Regions from separate parts of the Zea mays genome. Here region 1 is linked to region 2. A link is a contact called in public Hi-C data. All regions are on one chromosome and are shown on one strand. The core of a region is the stretch at or near the end of the contact, and the rest is flanking DNA. Distances in the headings are between cores, read along the strand shown. Region 1 holds the start of LOC100286254 (MYB-CC type transfactor). Region 2 holds the start of LOC100191467.

The links. A called contact is a pair of places that touch in the nucleus more often than the background predicts.
Region 1: a Hi-C map of tassel shows a contact between it and region 2, with 2.5 times the contacts expected there. The contact joins the promoter of LOC100286254 here to the promoter of LOC100191467 in region 2. A contact is called at or near these places in 3 of 25 Hi-C or Micro-C datasets (ear, endosperm and tassel).

Annotation. Positions count from the first base shown.
Region 1 is chr7:87,608,244-87,615,030 of Zm-B73-REFERENCE-NAM-5.0, reverse strand. LOC100286254 (MYB-CC type transfactor) reads right to left here and starts at 3,775. Exons shown (of 7, transcript NM_001159141.2): 1 at 3,475-3,775; 2 at 2,399-2,618; 3 at 1,668-1,744; 4 at 1,534-1,576; 5 at 1,399-1,456; 6 at 888-957; 7 at 1-285. The coding sequence starts at 2,606.
Region 2 is chr7:86,980,684-86,987,617 of Zm-B73-REFERENCE-NAM-5.0, reverse strand. It overlaps LOC100191467, which reads left to right and starts at 4,666. Exons shown (of 3, transcript NM_001136900.1): 1 at 4,666-4,926; 2 at 6,278-6,358. The coding sequence starts at 4,783.

The DNA.
Region 1 (6,787 bases), core at 2,526-5,025, 630 kb before region 2:
CTCGTTGCGGGAAAGAGAATCACCATGACAGGTGCTCTTGGTTGCTTCAGTTCGGTCTCCAGTGTCCCTATTGGAAGCACCAACTTGAGTTGGAGACTCGGATGCTGGTGCAGGTGTGGAGGGCTCAGTCCGCTCCGAGTCTGGGAATTGATCACTTGATACAGTGACAGAAGCACCTCCAGCAGGAGTTTCAGATTTCACACCTGTTAAGCGCTGCTGCTCTTCGATGATCTTCTGGAGGTACTTTCCCTGAGCCTCAATTCGTAACTGCAGCTGCCTTTGTACCTAATGTGAAAATCAGACAATCTCAGCATTCCACACATCAAATGGTCCACTGTTGAATATAATCATCTAATTTTTCAACCAAATAACTTTGTAAATTTGGTAACACGAAGATTAAAATTAAAATGTGAACAGTATATGTATTGCGAACTTGAAGCCACTAATAGAATAGAACCATTGAGGTCAAAAATATTGAGAACAAATTGGTTTTGTTCACTAGCCAAATAAGATGGTGAAAATGATTTTAAAATTTTAGCACGTACAAAAACAAGACCCGCTACAAATAACAAAGAATGTATGAGAAAACAACATTGGATGCACAATTCATTTAGTGCACGAGCAGGAATTGTCTATCTTAGATGCTGTGGAAGAGTAGAGCTACAAGCATTTTTCTAGTAGAAGCATTTACTAACAAGAGGCTCAGTCGCAACTATGGGCCTACGGTCTACCCCTCAGTGAACATTTCAGAAGATGCCACAAATATTTTCAGTAAATAAATTTCTTCAAGAACTTAGAAGAAATATCTGTATCCTTGTACATGTCTCAGATTTACACATTATGAAGACAACAAAAGCTAAATAACAGATCATCCAGGAAAGACTTACTTCTAACTGTTCGTGCAGCCGCTTTTGGACCTCCATCTGCAGTTTGAGGGCTTCAGATATCTGCAATCCACTGTGAACAAAAACTTATACAATTAAAGGTCCTTACAAGAAAAATATTTCTAGTAGAAAAGAAATAAAAGGGACTGAAATGGTAACCATTTTCATTAGAAGAAATAAAAAATACCACTGTTCGATTTTGAAATTATTTTGAGTTCTCTGTATTTCCTGTCTAACAGTTATGCATCTTATGACATTAAAGGTAAAAAATAATGAGCAGATGGAATCAATATGTTTTTGTTCATTTTGCAGAAATCACTCTAAAATAGGAGTAGCTACAATTACGATACGTTCACAGCTAACTAATCCCATAAATCATCATACTTCCATCTGATATCATGCCACTAGGACAGTAAAATTTCACCCAAAATGGCTCATAAGGGAATAAATAACTAGACTTTGAATTATATCCTTCTTCAGTAAAATTAAACGAATTAGAATTATGTGTTCATACGAGGATCCCTCAAGTCCGGCAAGCAAATCTCCTGGGTCTTTGTTATCGGTCTTGTTCCCTACATGATATACAAATTAGGAAGAACTAAAACAATACTGTAGTATTACACATAAGGTGATGAATTTAGACACCTACCATCAGTTGAAGCATCAGGAATATACTTTGCTAGTCTGTATTTCTGAAACAAGAATGGAGGAGTTAAACAAGTAAACATTGATAGTGACAGATAGCAACTGTTAAAAGCCAAGTGTCACACTGAAAAAATATACCTGCAAGTGACTTTTTACATGGTATATTGTTAATCCTTGTACACCCATAATTCTCAGAACTCCTTTTGGAGTTGCCCCTATTTCATTTGATCAACTAAGTGTTAGCAGAAGCAGAAAATTACATGTCCACATAGTACAAGTAAAATTGAAAGGGCTATAAATCCAGATAAGTACAACAATAACACACAAAAATCCTGTTGGTTTTCTTTGGCGTCAAAAATCCTGGCAGCCTAAGTTGCGAATTTTGCTTGGTTGTGGATAGTTCAAGTAATTTCATCCATGAAAAACACCCATTATGATTAAGCGTTTGCCAAGAATATGACCCAAAAAGAATGTTTGAAATTGGTGAACCCAAATTTTGAGCAGATTGCATCGCTATAAAAAATACAGCAAATTGAACACCAAGTAATAGGAGGGCATCAGACGCTAGTTCTTGTAGCTAACTTCAAAGTGAGTTCTTAGTGTATCATAAATCCCAAGGCCAAGGCATCTTAGATTGGTAGCTTTTGCAGCTCATCCATATCTGTAGAGCCCAGAATCATGTAAAACTTAATTCCCCACAGAGAAACATACTTTCATAATATTAAAAAAAATCTTTTGCCGGAATATAAGTTCATGACATCTAGAGAGAGAGAGAGAGTATGAATATACAGGAAGAAAATCCTGCTTAAATGTTCAGTAAAATCAATCTAAAGAACTGGATGCAGAAAAGCAGTAGTATGAGAACATACTATCAGGACCCCCAAGTTGAGTAACAGCCTCAACAAATCTTTCATGCAGTTCATTTGTCCAGCGTAAGCGTTGCCTCCCAGCCATGTTGGTATTGTTATTTGCTCCATTACCAGGACCCATGTTGGCCCCAGTTAATTCCATTTGCTGCTGGTGTGTACCTGAGTTGGGATTTGGGCCAAAACTAGACTCTGGTTTTGGTGAGTACATTGCTCATACCCTCTGCAGGGAGAAGAAACATAGAGACATGAAGAGCCAATTGTGAGATAATATTTAACAAAACGGTCATTTTCATTTATAGTGACAAAAAACGATTCTTTCCAGTGTTATAAGGTTATGCACAACTGCACAAGTAAAGAAAACATTGAGCAGATGGTGCAAAGCCGTTGCTATTGTACCCATCTTGTGAGATGGATGAAAAGTTGAAGCGATGTATCATGGATGGCATATGCTCCTTATTAAGACATGTCAATCACGGAGATAAAACTTTCTCGTGCGGCAAAGTAATTGAGAGGAGACTAAGTATGCAGGTACATACATCCGAAGTGTAGCAGTAGATTAGTCCGACACTAGCACTGACCATCAATTGCTACTATTCTCCATTTATAGTTATATATACAGGTACCCTAGTACTAACTACGAAAGAGGGGCGTGAAATTGTAACAAAAAGAGAGAGAGGGGTGGCACTGAATGATTCCTTCAGCTGAAGGCCCAATTTTTGAGAAAGGAAAACATAATTAAATTTGAAATCAGACTGCAACCTCGATTTTGGGGCTGATGCCAAGCCCTATGCTGTGGCGTGAAGTGAAATGAGATCTAGCAATCGCTCTTCCGAGTGCTGAGCAAGGGATAATAGGGAACTAGGCTAATCGGGCCGTGTTTGGATGTCAGGATAGACTAGATTACCAGTGATCACGCAGAAACCGTATGGAAGCTAACGGAATCAAGAGAGAGAGAGAGAGAGAGAGAGAGAGAGAGAGATTTGGATTTAGTGGGGAACTAATAAAACCAACCAGCGACCTGGCACAAGAAGCAAGGGAATCCGTGGAACATGAGCGGGCCATAGCGGCAAGCTTACCTGCGGGAGAAGGAAGCAATCCAAGCAGAGACGGGCGGATCTCCAGCTGTCCCCTCCACGCCGCGCCAGCCCAGAGGGCGGGGCAACGGCGACGCCTCCCGACGAGGAGGACGAGCCTTGAGGGGAGCCTGCCTCACGCGGTCCCCGTCGCCGGCGGCGCCGCGCCGCGCCGCCGCCCTCTGACGGTAATGCTCGACGGAGTTGGGGGATGAGGCCGGTGGAGGAATGGAAAGGCGAGAGCACAGAGGAGGAACAAGTGGAGACGGGAAATGAGTTTGTTGGCGAATATATCCCACCCAACCATTGCTTTGATTTATTATAAACGAAGACGGCGTGACACTGTTTGAAGATAGATTAGACCAGACAAAAAAAGTCCAACATGGCAGTAACATTCACACACCCAAAGGCTACTTTTGTGTTCGGCCAAAAAGATTATTCTTACTAGTATTATATTATTATAATTATAATTTTGACTAAATTTGGATTCCGTTTTGAACGCGAGGATGTTTTTTTCAATGGAACAGGTGTGTTTTTCCATGCCACTTTTGTTTCGATGTTTATAGCACAAGAGCAGAGATCATCGTTCCTTGCAAAAAAAAAAGGGACATAAAAAAGAAAGCGAATGGCGAAACAGAACACCATTTTATTTGAGTTTGTGAGAAAAAAAAAAACAGTATTGTCAATAATAGAGCTTTAGGGCATGTTTGAATAAGATAGAGCTAATAGTTAGCTGCTAAAAATTACTAATAAAACGTTGACTAACTATTAACTGGTTTTAGCTGGATTGAATCAGCTAATGAACTAGGTGGCAGTTGAGCAGGGGTGGATTCAGACCCTTTTTGTGGTGTCCAAAGACACCAATGAATTTTAGTAATCTCCATTAGAATGTATGTTTTTAGCACTTAAATGAGTTGATGATTTTATTATTCGATGGAGATGACATCAATGATTGTTTTGTTTAGATCCGCTCCTGTAGTTGAGGATGTAGCTAAAATTAGCTAGACTATTAGACGAATGTGTTTGGATGTTTCTCGCTAAAAGCAACTGATAGTTGAACTATTAGGTAAGTTGTTTGGTTGTTTCCAGCTAACTTTAGTAGCTAATAGTTAACTGACTAAAAGGTTGCTAGTGGAATTAGTTGACTAACAAATAGTTGGCTAACTATTAACTAATTTTAGTTAGGTTGGACCAGCTAATAACTAATGTACAGTTGAGGAATGAGGATGTAGTTAATAGTTAGTTGGACTATTAGTTGTAGGTGTTTGAATATGTCCAATTAAAATAGCTAAACTATTAGTTGAGTTGTTTAAATGTCTTAAATTAATTTTATTAGCTAACTATAAACTCATTTAAACATTGCCTTAATAGATCCACTCATTCGGAGGACGACTTTGGTAGATGATACCATGTTACGGAAGTCAAAAGTTAGCGTCTGTCTTTGCATAGATGCTTAACTTGTTTTGTAAAATTTAAGTTATACTCCTTCATTCTAAATAATTTTATAAGTGATTCAAAGAGTCAAAACATCTCAAATTTAATTAAAATTTTAGAAAATATATACGTAAAGATTTATAAGAAAAAATATTTTATAATTTAGGACGAAAGCAATATATCTTTATAGATATGGGCATGTGGCATGCCATTGTAGCATATTACATGTTTGAAGATTAGAAGAAAAAATAAACCGTTAGATCCATTCCTATTTCTCATTTATAAAAGTCTAAGCTTAAATTATTTGACTCATAGTCATGCTTTACCCTTCTTTACAAGATTTTTTATGGTAGTTGTTTGATCGATTTCTCATCACTCGATGGTGGGAACAGGTCTGATTCGGGTCGGGTGAAACAAAAACTCGTTCGTAATCGCACCCATAAAATTTACCTAAACCCGCTCGCGACCACATCCATGGGTGTATTAGTTCTAAACCCGCACCAGAACCTGTCGGGTTTTGGGATGGATTTCGGGTCTCCCGCGGTTTTTTTACCAAGTGTACGCTTTTAAATAATAATTTAGCTATAGGCAATTAAATAACATCAATAATTTGGTTATGTCTACAGATTTTAATCATTCTCACGTTAAGCAGCAATAGAACATTTTATAAATCATTAGCCAAGTTACTCATTCAAGACAACTCTATTGTATCTTAACCATTTTTGCCTGAAATAAAGAATATTTTTCTAGGTCAAGTGTGGGTCACCCGCGAGTTGAAATAGGAACTCGTACCCACACCCACGAAACTTCAGGTAAAGAGTGAGGGTGCACTTGTGAGTAAAAATCTGCATACGTACCCACACTGTTTTTTTTGGATCTGTGGGTTAGATTGCATCACTAATTTCATCACGCCATATATGTTTTACTCTCTGTCCTAGAAAGGAAGTCGTTTAACTTTTTTGACGTCAAGTTTGTCCGGTTTGTTTTATTCAAAATATTTATAAAAACATAGAAAAAATCAGTTGATAGTTAAAATAAATTGTATGATAAACTAAATCAGAACGAAAATAAATAATAATTATAATTTTTTTGTGAATAAGACCAGCCGATTAAAGTTAGTCTCAAAAAGTCAAAACGACATCCTTTGTTATAAACTCAATACTTACCAATTTTTTTCTAATATATGGCAAACAATTTAGGTCCTGTTTGAAAGCAAACCAATTTTTATTTTTTAGCTAGGAGATGCTAGTTTCTTGGTTTTTAAAAGAACTATGAATGTGAATCCAATTTTATAAACCGAGGCATAAACTGGCATGTTTAGAATCAACTCAATTTACATAAACCAGTTTCTTAAAAATTGATCTCTTAATCTCCAAACTATACGACACAGAATTGGCCAAAGTGAGTTAGGTGTTAGATGTATCCCAGCTACTTTTGCACCGCGCTTTTAGAAGTATTTGGTAAAAAAGATCTGACACTGTGCGGTAGTCATCCAAACGCACATCCTACCAGTTGTCTAGTTGAACAGGACAGGAGAAAACAGCGAAAACATAGCAATGCAAGTTTACAAAGCAAACAAGACGTCTGGTAGCACACAATGCAAACGAGCGATAATGTAAAGAAACACCGGCTAGTAAACTACTAGTACTAGTAGTAGTACACTACAGCAAAGCAAGATGAGGAGGCAGGAGACGTCCACGAACCTGTTAGCGCAGAGCCCCTCCGTCATTAAGGCCATGTTTGGTTTGGGCTAATCTTTAGTCTCTGATTTTTAGTCCCGTTTAGTCTCTATTTTGTTAAACAGGAGGACTAAAGTAAGGACTAATTGACTTTAGTCTCTAGTTCCTCACATAGGTGCTAAAAGGGACTAAAGATCAATATT
Region 2 (6,934 bases), core at 3,417-5,916:
AGGAAGGGGTCAGTCCGACCAGTAGGGCCCATCGATCAGTGACCAACACACGGGCGCAGGCGTGAAGTGAGTCTACCAGGTGGGGCCAGGTCGCCGGCACAAAGGTGAAGCTGGGCAGCATGGGCTTAGATGGGCCAGATGCGACGAGTTTTGGCCCATGAAGCCGATTTTCATTTTTTCTTCTTCTATTTTCTTTCTTTTCCCAAATTTCAAATGTACAAGCCAAATTCAAATTTTTGTTTTGAATTTCGGATTTCCAATCAACATGATCCTAATGTGATTATCAGTACCACTATTTGCAATATTTTAATTTCTTTTCCTATTTTCCTTTCCTAATTCCCAATTCATTTCAGATTCAATTTTCGAAATTTCAAACTTATCCCTAACAAAAATATAACCACTACTATTTCCAATATTATTATTTATTATTTTCCTTGTCATTTATTTATAGAAGAAATAAATGGTTGCATTAGAATCCCTTATCTCATTTTCTATTTTATATTTTCATTTAAAGTTTTGAGGTTAAGTTTAATTTATGACTCCTTATTTCAATAAAATGTGCCACCTCAAATCCATAAGTATGAGATGACTATTTTAATATTTTAAGTTGATTATGAACAAGGAATGTCTACTCTTAGATTCCAAATGTTTAAAAAAATTCTCAAAACACTATTATAAATATTTTTATTTCTTTATTTTATTATTTTTTCTACCAATTTTGGACTTTACAAAAATCAATTCGACGTCAATAAAAATACTCAATTTAACCTTTCTCTTAGAGATCAAGAAGACACTATGTATAGGGGAAACGAACTACTAATTATGTCCTTAGTCTTTTCAAACGGAACAAACCCTTAGGGCATATACAACCTAGAGACCATGAATCAATTTTTCAATTGCAAGAGATAGGTAAGAGACTGCATGATACAATTTTGAACCTTTAGATCATAAATACAGTTAAGAGACAATATGTATGAGAGTTGTGTAGAGCTCATCTCTTATATTTTTTTTCTAGTTAACCCCTACTAGAAACCCCTCAAGAGATCCTATATCAAATGAGGTTGTACATGCCATTACAGTTACACGCGGGAGTATATATTAGAACTAAAACATAATACTAGTAAGATAAGAGACCAGTACGTGCGTAAACAAGTCTATACTATACTTAAAGCACCAGTTTCAACGGTCGTCGTACGTCATTTTTTTACAAATAACCCCTCACAGTTCTCTCAAATTAATCTGCTGCACGTCTATAGATGGCCAAACGGTGCCCGGCACGGGCCAGACGCACGCGGGCCACAATTATGGCCCAGACAGGTTATGCCGGCCTGTTGACTGTGCCGGGCTAGCCCGTTAACCCGTCAGCCCATTTAATTAATTCAACTTAAAATGTTAAAAAATAGTGCAAGAGGTGGGGTTTAAACCCATGCCCTGATTGAAGAAGGGCAGGAGACACTGGGTGAAGTTGTCTAACCAGTAGAACATTATCCTAAGATGTTTTTAATATTGAATATAAATTGTATACATATATATACGTTTTTTGTAAAATAAAAAAAATAATCGTGTCGGCCCGGGCCAGCACTACGGGCCAAGGCTACAACCTAAGCGCGGCACAACTTTCTTGGCTCTTGCAAGCATTAGGTCGTTTCTGAGACCACATTGGCGCAATGGACTATATGGTGTTTAAGGTTGCTGAATTAGATGGAGCAACAATGATTTGTCACACTAACAACAAAATAAAAGGTTATTTGTTGGTTTTAAACGTTAGTAATTGTTACGAAATAACATAATTTATATGGAGCACATCCAATTTTTATTGATGTCTGACTTTAGCGATCACTTCATATTTTGATCTTTTTTATAAGTTTGACTTCATGTGACTTATTTTAGAAACTTGAGCTCACAAATTTTCTATTATTTGGTCTCTGTATGATGAAATTATGTCATTTTATAATCTCTGTTCGTTCAGTCAGTCGTTGTGAATCTCTTCTAATAGCTCACTTCATTGGTCGTGTTGTACCCAGAGGCATTGCATGTAGTAAACAATAGCATAATTTAGCTAAAATCAAAAAGATATTATACAGAGAGCGGAGACAATCAATAAAAAATCTTAAATTTTTTGATGAATAGTTTACGTGGGTATTGTTGTAAGCCGTCGCAACGCACGGGCAACCGACTAGTTAAGTTAAATAATCACCGCCAAACACTTGATTACCATTGAATAACAAAACAATATGGCAATAACACTTTCTTTACGGAGGCTTCACCCACTGATCTAGAAAATGATGACCCAGCGACTTGAGAAGCTGAGACCAATTAATTGAATCCACGTCCTCACAACATACACATCTCCGTCCAACGTCTTTTATTTGTTTCTAAACTGAAACCCACCTACTAATTTCTAACCAAATACCAGTAGTCCTATCACCTTTTGGGTTAGCAGTAGTGCAGTACTAATCCACGCCTTTTTGTAACCGATTGCAACTAATCCAACAACTGCTGTGTTGGAGTCTCCTTCCTTTAACATGGTCACACCACTATACTGTACATTTCAATATCATATGAAGCTTAATCTATGTTTGGTTCTCATTACTAAAGTTTAGTACGTGTCACATTAAATGTTTGAATATCAATTACGACTATTAAATATAGTCCAATTATAAAACTAATTATACAGATGAAAACTAAACAAGGAGATGATTTATTAAACATAATTAATCTATGATTAACAAATGTTTATTGTACCTCACATGAGCGAATCATGGACTAATTAGGTTTAATAGACTTGTAATCTTATCTATATAATTAATTTTGTAATTAGACTATATTTAATACTTCTAACTAGTATTCAACCGTACGATATGACAGGACTAAAGTTTAAGAATCGTTCGGGAAGCCTTAGATTTTAGCATTGGGTAACATGTCCATATCCCACGTTATCTAAGTTCAACTAGATACTTAGATTCTATGAAAGAATTGTACTAAAAATGAGTACCGTTTGGCTCCTTCAGTAAATATTGTATAAAATATTATGAGTATACGTTGAAACCAAACACGTCCTTAGTCTTTCTCACGGTTTTGTCTATATATCTTCTCTATGTTTATTGGTTATAGACTTCTTTAAAATTTGCTCATCTATATCTTATTCTCTCTAATAGTGTCCTCTATATCTAGGTATCAAAGACTTGTATTAAGAACATATTTTACTCTAGATTTTTGTGCTTATGTATTTATTGTACCCTTAAATATCTTATATTTTTTTAATCTGTTGTTTAAAGTGTAAAAATAGATAGGAAGGAGGAGATAGATTATATTAGAGTTGGACACAACCTTCCTTCTAGCTCTTGGCATAAAATACTCCTAGTAATAAATAAAGAGAGGAACAAAAGATGAAGGAAAACAAAAGCCCTCAACTGAACATTTTGGGCGTTGTGCCGCTGCTGACTGACTGACTGACTGACCGACCGCTGGCCAGTCAGTCTCTCACTGGCCGTTGCGGTATGATGAGCGGCTGCGATCGGCAAGCATGTCGGCCAACCAATGGCTCAGATCAGATGTGACGCTCCGTGTCCGTACGGTAGTATGAGCAGGTTTTAAAATTGCTGTTCCCGTGCCCAAATAGGGGAAAAGGCCACAGCACAAGGGTGGGACCACGGTGAAATAGCAGCTCACTTGCTTCTTGCTTGCCGGTAGCATTCTGCAAGCAAAGGTCTCTATTTCCATGCGGACCCTTGGAATGCTCAAAATTAATGGAGGGCTGATTTTGAAAGATAAAATTATATTCTGGTAAGTTTGGACCATTGCAATTGAAAATCATTATAATAGTAATCATAGTTTGGACACCGATCAAATAAATATTAATATTTTTATATACAAACTTAGTCAACCTCAAAACTTGCTTTCGTGCTAGAATTATTTTAGGACGGAAGGCATAGCTAACATGTGTTTTAAGAGATTATCTATATTCTTTTTAATTATTAGAAATGGAGACTTTGTAAAAGAAAAACACACCCATTAATATCCTTTTCTATTGGTTGTTCAAATACAATAAATATCTGTTCCTGATTTTCGTTAACCAAAGATAGATAACGACAATAGTTCTTTAGAGTACCTATAAGTGGTAGAAAAATCATTGGAAACCAAAAGTGTAGAAACTTTTTTATACAATTAATTATCTAAATAACTATTTAAAAGATAAGTTTTAGAGATCGAGACTTTTAGAGATGCTTGATCCATACCAACGTTTGTGAGTTAATCCTGGGTTAGGATTAATCCTATATTTTAAAATACATGGCCTACCCCATTAGACTCCGTTCGGTTGATAGGGAATAGAAGACCGGAACTGTTCCGGCCTGGATTGCTTCTCTAATTTGTATAAGTTTTGATCAACGGGAATAATTCTTGGTGTAATCCTGCAGAAACGAACAGGCCCTTACACTACTCCAATCCAGTCCAGTGATAAATCACCATTTGTCCATTTGTTTTCATGAGAGAGTGGGTCCGAAATCCAAATGACAAAATGACAAGGGCTACATTGCACTGCTCACCTCACCCCACTACATAGCAAAGAGAGAGAGAGAAATGCGTCGTCGCTTCGCGTGCGGCTTGCCCAGCTAGCTCCTTGTACAAAGCCAAGCCCACAAGGCAGCCAGAGCGCGGGGTAGCGATTACACCTTGACACCTAAGGCCAGAGATTGGAGAGAGAAAGAAGCAGCTGAGTGGAGCAAGAAAGAAGAGGTCATGGCGGTGTAGTCTATCAGCTGAGTGGGAAAGAGTGGAGCAATGGTGGGGGGCTGTGCCAGCGGCGACGGCGCCGCCGAAGGGACGCTCGCGAGGTGGCGGAGGGCGGCGGCCAAGCGGATCGGCCTCTCATGCGCCTCCTTCTTCTCCTACGCCGCCTCTCCCTCCCCGCCTCCTTCCAAGATCGTACGTGCCTCTCTCACTCTCTCCAGTCTCCCCTCTTGCTTCCGAGGATTTATGTGCTTTGGGGGCAGCTGTTCGTGGCGAAAAAAGTTCCAAGAAGCAGCTCGTTTTTACTGCATTGTTCGGTCTTATCAGACCTGCTGTCTTTCTTTCTCGGGTTCCCTCTGTTTTATCCTCACGAAAACAAGATTATGTGCAAGTTCCTGGTTGATTGCAGTGGCATTATAAAAAAGGCACCATTCTATTGGATTGAGTTAATTTTAATTTCCCACCCGCAAAATCAATGCATCTGTCCATGTCCTGTTCTGGCTCGCTCGTTTCCCTCTGTCCCTTTCACCCCTTTTCTCAACTGCATTTTGTTTTTCCTTTCGTCCCTTTCTTAACCGCTTACATCGAAAGCACAAGTTCCTTCGCCTCCTTGCTTCTTTTACATTTCATCTCATCCAAATGCCCTACTTCCTGGTTAGTTTTGGTGTGTGCGTGTGTTTTACTGCAAACAAACTATAAATGCTAACTACTAGTGATTAGATTCGGATTTTAACAAGAACCACCCCCCTATGCGCATTTTGGTTTTTTTTTGGCTTGGACAATCCTTTTGCCTTTATTCTCCCGTAGGTGTTCCTTGCTAAAAATATTGGTAGCAGTTCGTCGACCTACCTGATTTCGGTCTGTATTTCTTCGTACTCTTCATCCATGAATGAGGGGCGTCAGTGCAATGATTTGGTGCTGATAATTCTCCCCTGGTACTGGGTACTACCTTCTTGAGCATAATTTTCAAATTTCGATGTACCATGTTTACGGTCATTTATTTTCCCTCAAAATATGACTTTTGATCCGGGCATCTATACATGGTTGAAAACTCTGCGCATGTTACATTTCGAATATATTGTATATACTCAGATTTCAACCTCAAAATATGACCTATGAATATATTTTCTCTAAGGCTATCTTGTTCTGCGTTGTCTTGGGTCCTATTGGGGCCCTTTCTCCCCCAATTTCAGGATTGCTAGTGGCTGCAAGTTGCTCTACATAGGGCACCTATTTTTATGGGGGGTAGTTTGTGTTCCCTTAAATTTGCCCCTTTTTTCCCCTTTAAAAATTGTTTATTTTTTATTTCCCTGGGAACTGTAGATCGACCTGTTATGCAGTAAATTGACTGTTGGCACTTGGCATCAATTATTTTGGTAGTACACAAATATAAGAGTTGCCTTTCTTTCTTTCTTATTTTTTCGTTTTCCTCGTGAAGCGTATTAAATGCTGTTTGCCATCAGAACAGTATCTTGAATGCAGCTGTATTGCCGGCAGTGTACAAATGTATCCTACTCCATAAACACATTTGTGTGTCGATATGCAGATCTCCCACTCCGCACTGAATGCGCCTGATGGAGAGCAGCAAAAGATGGAGGAACCCACCAGCACCAGAGTGGCTGACAAGGTACCAGCTATATGTCCACTTACATCTCCCTTTTCTATTTTCTTTCTAAGCGTACGAATTCTATTTGGACCACCACCGACTGTTCTTACTAGACAATCTCAATAATAGAATTTATTTAATTAAAAAATAAGAAACTTTTGTCTAACAAACGAGATCACCAAGATATCAGTAGCATCCTTGCCTAAGAATGATTAAGGTAGCAAGAGAAGAACAGATGATTTAGAAAACAAGAGACAAAAGAAAAAAAAGAGTACATAAGAGGGACAAAGTCCCCAAAAAAACACACTGACACACCCAAAACTCATGTTGACACAACCACCACAAATAGGATAAAACAAGAAACAGATGGCCCATTTCAACAGCAGGTGACCAACTAGCTACCAAGACCAGGAATTTATCCTTATCCCCCAACAAATGACTTGACCAGCAGCTCCTGCAACGCCTTTGTTCCAGCAGAGCACCACAAGATGCATTCATCGGTGACAGCCTGCAGCGGAGCCATCACATAAAAGTAAGAACAGTCACCATGAGCACCTTATCATGGTAGCCAGTAACCAGCGGGGAATATCCTGATAT